Regions from separate parts of the Gossypium hirsutum genome. Here region 2 is linked to region 1. The links are chromatin contacts, called in public Hi-C maps. All regions are on one chromosome and are shown on one strand. The core of a region is the stretch at or near the end of the contact, and the rest is flanking DNA. Distances in the headings are between cores, read along the strand shown. Region 1 holds the start of LOC107887280 (hydroxyproline O-galactosyltransferase GALT6). Region 2 has its middle 21 kb from the start of LOC107887296.

The links. A called contact is a pair of places that touch in the nucleus more often than the background predicts.
Region 2: a contact with region 1 is called in a Hi-C map of leaf, with 2.4 times the contacts expected there. The contact joins the enhancer-like site here to the promoter of LOC107887280 in region 1. A contact is called at or near these places in 17 of 34 Hi-C or Micro-C datasets (anther, callus, fibers and 4 more).

The regions. Positions count from the first base shown.
Region 1 is chrA03:24,027,965-24,033,049 of Gossypium_hirsutum_v2.1, reverse strand. LOC107887280 (hydroxyproline O-galactosyltransferase GALT6) reads right to left here and starts at 3,213. Exons shown (of 7, transcript XM_016811471.2): 1 at 1,988-3,213; 2 at 707-939; 3 at 335-625; 4 at 117-245; 5 at 1-33. The coding sequence starts at 2,873.
Region 2 is chrA03:24,160,205-24,165,434 of Gossypium_hirsutum_v2.1, reverse strand. It overlaps the pseudogene LOC107887297. Among protein-coding and RNA genes, the nearest start is that of LOC107887296, 21 kb to the left of the region's middle. Within about 2 kb of position 2,219, at least 9 of the 9 cell types and tissues checked have an H3K27ac peak or open chromatin away from gene starts, as enhancers often do. A contact at or near this core is called in fibers, hypocotyl and leaf, where this site is marked.

The DNA of each region.
Region 1 (5,085 bases), core at 1,964-4,463:
CTTCATTATATACTTGGCGGCTGCTACACGACCCTGTTTCAAACAAACTCTTTAAACAATCTTCAAGAAGATGTTCAAATATTGATTTCTTTGAACTTGGAAATGTTTTTACTCACCCCATATTCACAGATGGCAACAGTTTTTAACACGACAAGGTCGTAGTTGTCCATATATGGCACAATGACGACATCTCCGAAAAATTCTGCTTCCCTCTTCAGTTCTACATTCACTTCCTTTCTTGCATGCTGTACGAATATAAGGAGTTGCTGGTTAAAAACAGAACTTGAGGTGTGAAACTATTGAACTTGTAAGTGTAGAATAAGTCTCGACTTACCATTGCCACAAAGAAACGAGCAACTACATGTGAAGATTTAACAAGTTTATGCTGCATCCAAGACTTCCTTACAGCCATTCGCTCAGCAAAATGATTGCCTGCAGAAAGTACACCAATAAACAAATCCACAGGTTGCTCAGAAAGTGGTGGAGCCTTCCATCTATTGGACATCTCAAGATGCCTTTGAGGAGCAAAACTAGGATGTGACGTAGGCAAAGATGCCGCAAAAATAGAGTGGACATCAACATCTCCATTCAACATTAGTCCGGTGGCATCCTCAAGGGTATACCCCTGTCAACAAGATCAAATCATATCAAGAACGAATCAAGATGCAACATGATAATAATACTAAGTCAACGTCATACAACTTACAGTCCGATAAGGAAAAGAAGTAATATGCCTCCCATCAACACTAACATGGTATCCCTCCAAACCAGCACTAAGTGTCAGGACAAAAAGCTTCCCCTCAGTGAATGGGAAGGGCCAGTCAACAGTCACCTTTTTTGTTCGACCTATTAACCTTTTCAACCACCATGTTGCATTAGACTCCACAGAACGGTCATTATCATCTCGTATCCACTTCTCACACTTGACCTGACCATCAACTGCAGAGTAGACAATTTTGTGGGCATAAGAATCAGTGATGAAATTAATGAAGCCCATTGCAGACAATTCAAAACAGCAATATTGTAATTTTGCCGACGGTGAAGCAAGGACTGCAAGGAAAGAAGAAATAATTGGGAAACCTATGGGAGTTTACCAAAGGAGAGAACTTTCTTACTTATTTTATCTCTTTGTCTAGGCAAAAGAGAGCTCTAGAACAACATGATTAAACCGCAAAGCAAATCAGATAGGTTTTTTTAAAGTTTTTGGGGGCAACCTATCTCTCCTATTTGCTTCCAAGCTACATATATCAGTAGCCAATGTTTTGACGAAATACAAGAAAAATTGCAATCCATCATATTTAAAAAGGAGATTTTGTAGAAGCAAATGCCACAGAACTCAAAATGCTAACCATAAAATCACGAGTCACAAGAGACGGCAAATCTCAAATATCACCAGCAAGCACGCCATGGTTCATCTCTTAAACAAGGAAGAAAAGCAAAAGAACAAAAACAAAATGGCAGGAAATAGCCTTTGCAGATCCGCATAGCAACTTTATGTTACTCCAGTTCTTTATTTTCTTTGAAGTATCTATATCTAATACCTGTGTCTGACATGTATTCGGACATAGCTGGGGCTTACAGTCCTTCAAATATATGAAATAACTTAAAAGAAATCAAACATACCATACCATACACACACACACATGCTAATGAATAAATTCACTAAGAAAAATAAAATTTGCATTCGGAAACACCCTAAATCTAGCGTCTAGAATTAACATACGAACATATTAGACAGGCCTTAATCCCAAACCAAAATATTTCACCGATCAAGAAGATGCTAAGAAGAAATCAATTACAAAACACAAATATTTCTTAATTTAGAGAAGGTAAAAGTCTAACTAAAAACTACCAACAGATTAAGATTTAAAGGTTCTAACGCAAATCCAACAAAACAACCTTTTGGTCACCAAATATAATTCACCTCTGATTAGCATGTGCATCAACATAGCCTTCAATAAAAAAAAAATAGAAAAGCCAAACTCACCAGTCTCATCGTCAGCCTTGGATTTCCACCCTTCACAACGCATGGCAGTTCCCCACTGCATCCTATAACAAGTGTTCTGCTCGATCACCGGCTTCCTACTCCAATCCCCTTTCAACCTGGGATTAAAATGAAGAATCCGCGGTGGGTCCTCCCCATCCACCGTCTTCAACCCCTGCAATTCCATCATAAACTGCGAAACCATAACAGAATCTTCCCCGGATTTTAGCAACGCAATCCTCGGATTTGTCTCCGCATGGGCTGCTCTCGGTTTCCCCACCACCGTTATGTGAGACCCCAAAGTAAGCCCGCAGGGAAGCACCATGACCTTGCCGTGGGCCAAAAACTCCGATTCCGATAAAGAAACCGAAGGCCTACATAGTTCGGATTCATTCTTGGGTTTTTTGGGTTTATTTATAGAGCCAATTTTGACTTCCCCTGATTCGAGTTCTTCCCACAGCTTTCTCCCAACTTCCCAAGCAACTTTTGCTGACTTATGGAGCTCCAACGACCCGTCTTTCGCAGTCGGGTCAAAGGATTCGGCATCAAAAGACAAACGAGAGAGGATCGTAGACTGGAGTTTTAGTTGCTTCTGATGGTGAAACTGAGTTGGGGTGGGCGCGTTCTTGGAAACCCAATTCAAGGGACGACTCGGTGCCTCTTTGTATTGAAATTCAACCTCGCTAGCGAGTCTAGGAACCCGAGTTAATGGTTCCTGAGACAAAGTATTTAACCTAGTCCGGAACACAAATGGGATCTCGACGGTAACCAAAACTAAGTACAGAAAACCAAGGATGAACAGAATCTGAACCGATCGTTGCTTTGCTAAGGAAATGAACATATCGAATCTGTCTAATCTATCTAGCTTCGATAACTTCGATTTCTTCATTTCCTTATCCCCTCCCACAACCCAAAAAGGACAACCGATGAAATCAAGAGACAGAGACGGAAAATGGAAGAGAAAATTTATAGTAGTCTTCAAAGAGGGTGAAAGAGTTTGGGGTTATAAATGTGGGAAAGGAAACGCGTAAAAGGAGGTACTTAGAAGCTATGGTATAGATTCTATCACAACAAAAATATAAAAACAAAGTAAATTTGATAAACCGCTGTTAATTAATTTAATTTAAATTGATTTATGAAATGGGATTCTTCGTTGGAAAGGCCGCCATGTTTCAGCTTTTAATCTCCGGCACTCAATATTAGGTGTCCATCATCTGTTTAACTCTCCCGCCCACGTGTTCACTTTTCTTTTCATTTATACAAATATTAAGAGGCCGGAATCCGTCCCAGTATGGGTTCAGCCAAAGAAATTCCATTTTTGAATACCTTAAATTAATTCCTTTAGTATGTCAACAAATTAAGTAAAAGGTAAAACATATTGTATTTTTATTTTAGAATCAAATTTGATATATTATTAGTGGAGTTTTTTTAACTTTATAAGTAATGTTAGAGATTGATAAATATCTTATAGTAAAATATTAAAAAAATAAATATTTAAAGAACACATACAATTTTTTAAAATTATTTGTAAAATAAATATATATATTAAAAATTACTAAATACTAACCCTTTTACTTTTTATATAAAATTAGAAGCTTAAAATTTTAAAACACTTTCATTATAAATAAAATTTTAAAAATATATGGCACAATAATAAATTTAATCCTCAATATTTGTATTTTTTATCATTTTGGCTTTTTTTAAAGTTAAATTTAACCATTGACTTTTTTAAAAAAAGTTAAATTTTTTTAATAGAGGTGTTGACTAAAATATTAACTTTTAATAATACAGACATGACAATCCATGTGGCAGTCCATATATATTTCATATTGACATTCCATTATTTGTTTTATATGTCATATAAATAAATAATTTAAAATTTTATAAAAATATCCAATATGTATAAATATAAAGTTCATACAAATTTAAAAAACATATTTGGGCAAACTACATTAGTAGTCACCTAACTATGTTTTTTTTCTCTTTTCTAGTCCCCTAACTATTGATATTTTTTTTTTGTCACACAACTATTCCATTGTTTTTTTTGGTCAACCAACTATCTTGGATTTTTTGGCATTTCTATTTTTACATTAACCCATTAGTGACAAAAACAAAAACAAACTTGAATAGTTAGGTGGCATTTTTGTAACTTTTCATAGTTGGGTGATTAAAAAAGAAATTTACTAATAGTTGGATAATCATTTTGTAACATTTGATAATTGAATGACAAGGAAAAAAAACCATAATTAGGTTACTACTAATATAATTTGCCTTTTAAAAAAAATTAAACAGATTTTTAATCGATTCAACATGCTTTTGATCAATGTATATCTTTCAGGCAGAATAGATATGGTTCTCGATTTGATCAGTAAGATTGGCTCAACCTTTTCGGGTTTTTTTAACGTATCATGCTATCTATATATACTTATATATAAAAGGAAAGTCCTTTGGCCGTTTCTATCTTTCGTGTCACACTTAAAAAAAACTTTCTAATGGGAATCTTGCGAACTAATTGATAAATAGTTAGAATTCAAGTTTAGTCTTATTACTTTAGAACAAAGAGTTTTCTTTTAGTAGAAAATATTATGATTAAGGGTATTAATAGTACTAACTGACTTGGGATTAAGGAAAGCGGTAGTGGGAAGATTATATATGGGAGGATTCTTTCATCCTGGTATTCATTTTTCTTTCTTCCATCTTATTCTCTGGTTTTATCTGTAAGAAAGAAAAGTTAATAAGCGATCTGCGTGGATGGAGAAAATAATGTATCAGCTTAAGTGATTGAGGATTTAGTAAACTGATAATATTTAAGATTTTAGTTTAATTCATTGAGCTTGTATTGAGATGTTTATGATTGCAGCTAATCTTTAAATTCTCTCTGCATGCAAATGAATTATGGCTTTCTTACATCTGAATGTCTTTGTTTTGATCTTGATATGATTATTATGATTAGCTAAACAAGAAGGAGGATGTAACCTCCAAAACTCATCCTAGACGTTAGACCCAAATTCGGGAGATTACATCGGCCACCAAAATGGCCTAGTTGTTGGGAAAAAACCCAATTTGAAAATGGTTTTCTTGCACAATAAAAAATTAAAATT
Region 2 (5,230 bases), core at 970-3,469, 130 kb before region 1:
AAGAATAATAAAAGTCAGAGCAAGACACATACTGATTGCTGTCAAAATCCAGGGATTACAGACACTTCACAGATATCTTGTATTAGAAATAGCAGGTGGGAGAAATGCTCAACTAAGTAGTAAATCTGAAACATGTACCTCAAGCTGGTGCATTAAACAAAACCAGGCAACTCGAAATAAATCATTAATAAGAACAAGCATTATAAAAAAAACGAATCAAACCTGAGCCAGCTTTTCATGTTAGAAAGTTCGAACTTAAAACTTGTAAAATTTGAAAAAGTTATACATACTGGAAATCTCTGTATATTATTACCTGACCAGTTAACATTTCATATAACAGTATCCCAACACTCCACCAATCTGCATCTTTATTGTGACCTTTGGACTGTAAAATTTCTGGAGCCATGTACTCTGTTGTCCCACACATTGAATTTGATCTGCTCGATTCATCAATTTCCTTGGCCAGTCCGAAATCCGTAAGCATAACCTGGGGCAACATACGGATTCAGGAACTAGGAACACTCATAAGAACACGAACAGAGGTATGTATATTTGGCATTCAAGTATGTTATGAGCATGGCTATTAAATGTCCATCAGCATCCACAAGAATATTTTCAGGTTTAAGATCACGATGCACGATGCTGCAGTTGTGAAGATGTGAAACAGCAGATACAATCTCAGCAGTATAAAACCTTGCTTGATCCTCACTATTCAAGAAACATGTAAAAAAAAACCAAAAATAAAAGTTTGCAAACAGACAAATTAGTTGAAGTTGAAGTTGAAACAACATGATACCTGAATATCCCTTGGCGATATAGGTGAAAGAAGAGATGGCCTCCATTTATAAAGTCCAGGATTAAATAAAGCTTAGACTTTGTCTGTAAAATTACATAAGAACACAACTGTAAGCATTGACAAAATATGACCTTCAAATACATGACATAATCATGGATTGGAAATGACTAGTGAGATAAACATCCTAAGTCCTCATATAAATAGTTCAAACAGACAAATTGCTGAACCATAAAAGACCTTGAATTTTTCAAAGTAAAAAAGAAAACCCTTCAATATTTTTGACAATTTGTATAATAGGAAGAGTCTAATTCATGACAAAATCAGATCTTCAATCAGATATCAAGCTGAATCCTAAAGACCAAATATTTCAAATCCAAACCATACCAAATATTTCAAATCCAAACCATTCAATTGTATTTAACATAAGACCAAGAACTAACATCATTTCTCATATCATCTGATCAGAATTACAAAATACTTAACATGGTTTTTTAGGAAAGTTGAAATAACATGAATATATTTAGGGAAAGAGTAGTAAAAGGGACAAATTTTATGGAGATGCAAATAAAAAGAGAAAGTAAATTGCATAAGGAACCTGGAAAGAGTATCTAAGCTGAACAATAAATGGATGAACAACTTTAGTAAGGATATCCCTCTCAGCTCTCATGTAATCGACATGATTCTTTTTAATGATAGTTACTTTCTTCATAACTTTCATAGCAAAAAGCCCATCACCATCCTCATCATTCCTTCCTTTTTTCCTCACTTGAAAAACTTTCCCAAAAGCTCCTTGTCCAACAACTCTCAGGATCTCAAAATCCTCAGGCCCAATCTTGGGTTTTGCTTCTTCTTCTTCATCGTCATCTTGTTCCTCGGCTTCGTATTCGGTTTCAGTTTGGATTTGGAGAGGGAGGGAAGAAGAGACGGTGTAACGAGGAGAAGGACCCACATAAGAATGGGACCTGGTGTGGATAACTTGAGGATCCCCAAGGAAAGCAGAAGGGGGAGACGTGGAGGAAGGTGAATGGAGGGTGGGGTTGGGATGGTGAGGAGTCAAAGGGCCGAAAACATCGCCAAAATCAAACTATGATTAGAAGGAGGAGTGATGGTGAGTTTCTTGAGGTTAGTGGCTAAAAGGGATTGAAGGTTTTTCTTTTGGGATGATGAAGTTGATATCATCTTTTATATTTTCTTAGCAGAAATAGAAAAGAAAAACTAGGGCAGCCAAAGAATGGCTATTATTATTACATTTTAAGGAGAAGGATGGGATGGGAGACACGAAACGAACTGAAAGTAGTGCAGAGGAAGATCAGTTTGAATAGAATTGAAAACGAGAAACATGTTTGATGGACAAGAGGGAGATGTTAGATGGAAGTGGCAATAATTTTGGGTGTCTGATTTCAGTAACGCGCACCTGCGACACTGACAATCACACGCCGAGGTTTACAAATGGGAGTATATCACATTCATTCCCTATACTTTCAAAATGTCCAATCCTAAACTATCAATAAATATTTTATTATGGATAAAATTATCATAAAATACTAATTTAAAAAAAAATTATTAGAATAGGCTAAATCTTAGAATATTTATGAAAATAGGCCGATTTAGGTAAAATGCTTCTAGCTCAGGGGGAAATCCAAAAAAATACTTCCAGTTAGAAGTATTTTCTCCGTGTCACCAATAAAACTCTTCCTGCTGGACATGTTTTTACCCCCCAATGGCTACTTTTCCGACCTCCCCAACCTTATTAATTGTTTACAATATTCTCTCAAAATTCTTAAACCATTCTCAAAATTTTCTCAAATTCTCTCCTAAATTTATTACTAAAATTCTATTTCTATCTAAATTAGATTTTTTATTAATATTTTCTAAAAATATTGTTTATTAAAAATTAATTTGTGTTCTATACAATTAGCAATGATCGATTCTCTACTCCGTCATGATGACAAGCACATTTCCATCAATCAATTGCAAATGGTAAGAATAATTTTTAATAAAGTTTACTTTTTTTTATTTTATTGTTATATTTTAACTTAATATTTTGTATTTTTTATGTAAATAGGTGGAAGATTAAATTTTACAATGTCATATTCGTAATCTACCCGGTCCTCCATCACTATTAATCAATCCATACTTGAGGGAAGTTAGTTTTTGGCGTGTGACCCTTGTAGGTCGAGGCTATAAGTTGGACTGGAAACTCATAAGCGCGTTGGCAGAGGGGTGGAGACCCGAGATACACACATTCTATCTTTCATGATGCAAGTATGCTATTACTTTGGAGGACGTGTATTAATAGTTGGGGTTATCGGTGGATGGGTTGGTAGTCATCAAGTCTGTTCAGTTTGCTGACTAGGGAGGCGTATGTAGTGAACTTTTGAGTTCGGTTCCAAAGACAATTTACAAAGTTCGGATCAAAATGGCTTGGTGATACGGGGTTGCGCGCGGACCAAGATCGAGTTGTCAAGTCACGAGAAACTCCTACGAAAACCCTAAACAATTAGATCTGAAACGAAACAGAAAATTAAAAGATTAGATTTTTGAATTTTCAGATCTGAAATAAAATCCCCAAATCAGCAAAGAATCAAATTGAGAATAGAAATAAGTGTTAGGGTTCTTGAAACCCTCAAGGAGATTGTGATATTGAACACCAAGATAGTTTTCCCCAAATTTCGACAATCTAATTTCACCCAAAAAGAGTATGGAAAAACCCTAGAAATTGGGGATTTTTGGGCTGATTCCTTAAGATAGAAAAAGGCTGAAAACACAATAAGAACAGAAAATAGATTAGATAATGATTCAGCACAAGTAGAAATAAAGAAAGAATTGACAGTAAGAAATTAAAAGATAAGTCCTAAGAAGCCTTGAAATCTCGAAAGATCTCACAACTCCCTTCAAACGGCTCTAATCTCCCCTCCAAAGAATATCAATGGCAAGAAGAAGGTTGAAGATGGCTCCCACAATCAAAAAGATTGTTAAAACAACTTCTAAAGAAAACCCAAGAGAAAATCCTTGAAGAACTCAAAGAGAATTTTCACTCAAATCAAATCTGAAATTTTCAATGTAATTGTAATGTAATGTAGGGTGGCTGGCCAAGCCATATAAATAGGCCTTTCAAATGTTTTCCTAATTTAATTAGAACACTAAAACTAAAACTAAAAAAAAACTCCTAATTATTTTAATATGGAAATTCGGCCAAGGGTCTTTTATTTGGGACTCTTGGACTGAATATAAAAATTTAAACTAAATAAAATAAATAAATAAAAATAAAACTTTACAACTTGGGCCACTTTGATAATTTGGCCTGATTTTCAACTAAGTATGGGTGGATTTCTTGATTGGGCTTGGAATCTTCTTATTGGGCCTCGCCTTCAAGAATTTGGGCTTTTGTGACTCGTATCACTTGGTTACAAACAAATTTCGCAGGATTAGATGAGGATTCGACTGAAGTTGAAAGAGAACAACATGCTCGGGCGTACATCCTTAAAATCACTGGGGGTATCTTGATGCTGGATAAGTCACGAAATCTCGTCCATCTAAGATGGCTGTTAAAAATCGTCAATTTTAGAGGAGCAGTGAACTCAGTTAGGGGTTCGTCGTGTTGGCGACATTGTACTGGGAGATGTATTGGGCGACACAACCAGGAAAAATCAAAATTGGTGGTTACCTTTTACAACTACAATCATGGGCACGGAACTAATTTCCATTTTTATGTCATCGAACGAACTACCCATATACATTCCTACTTATAATAAGGTAAAATTCAGTAGATATTACCATGATAAAATTGATTTAAATTAAAATTATTATGCTAACAATTTATTTAAATAGGTGGAACCATACGCCAAATCACTTGGGAGTACTTACTGAGCTTCAAGATATACGACTTCTATTAGATCAACGATCAAAAGCGGAGGTATGTATTTATTTAAATTTGAACTATATAATCTTAACACAGTCGATTTCGTATTTAGTAGTATATATATAACTACTGTTTTTATCACGTTAATATTAGTTTAAATGGACACCATACGAGGATCCGACAATTTGAGAAGTCATCCTCGAGGAATTCTTTGTGAATCCCAACACTTGGCACGTGAAGGTCCCACTGGTAATGTACGCTACCATCGATATACACTCGGCTTATGCCACCAGAGGCTGAAATATGTAACATTTATAGCCTAAGGGATGACCTTCTATTTGATTCTGAAAAAATTCTTCAGATAGTTGGGGGTTGAAAATTGTAGAGAAAAAATGTTTCAAGAAAGATGTACTGTCAGCAGAAGTATTGAAAGCGTGTCCAGCTGGAAGCGTTTTCAGTGCCACCTCAACCAAAACGATTCTAGCTAGACACACTTTCAATACTTTGCTAACTGTGTGTCCTCCTTAGAGAGATTTTTCTCTACAAATTTTAACCCCCACTATCCGAGGAAT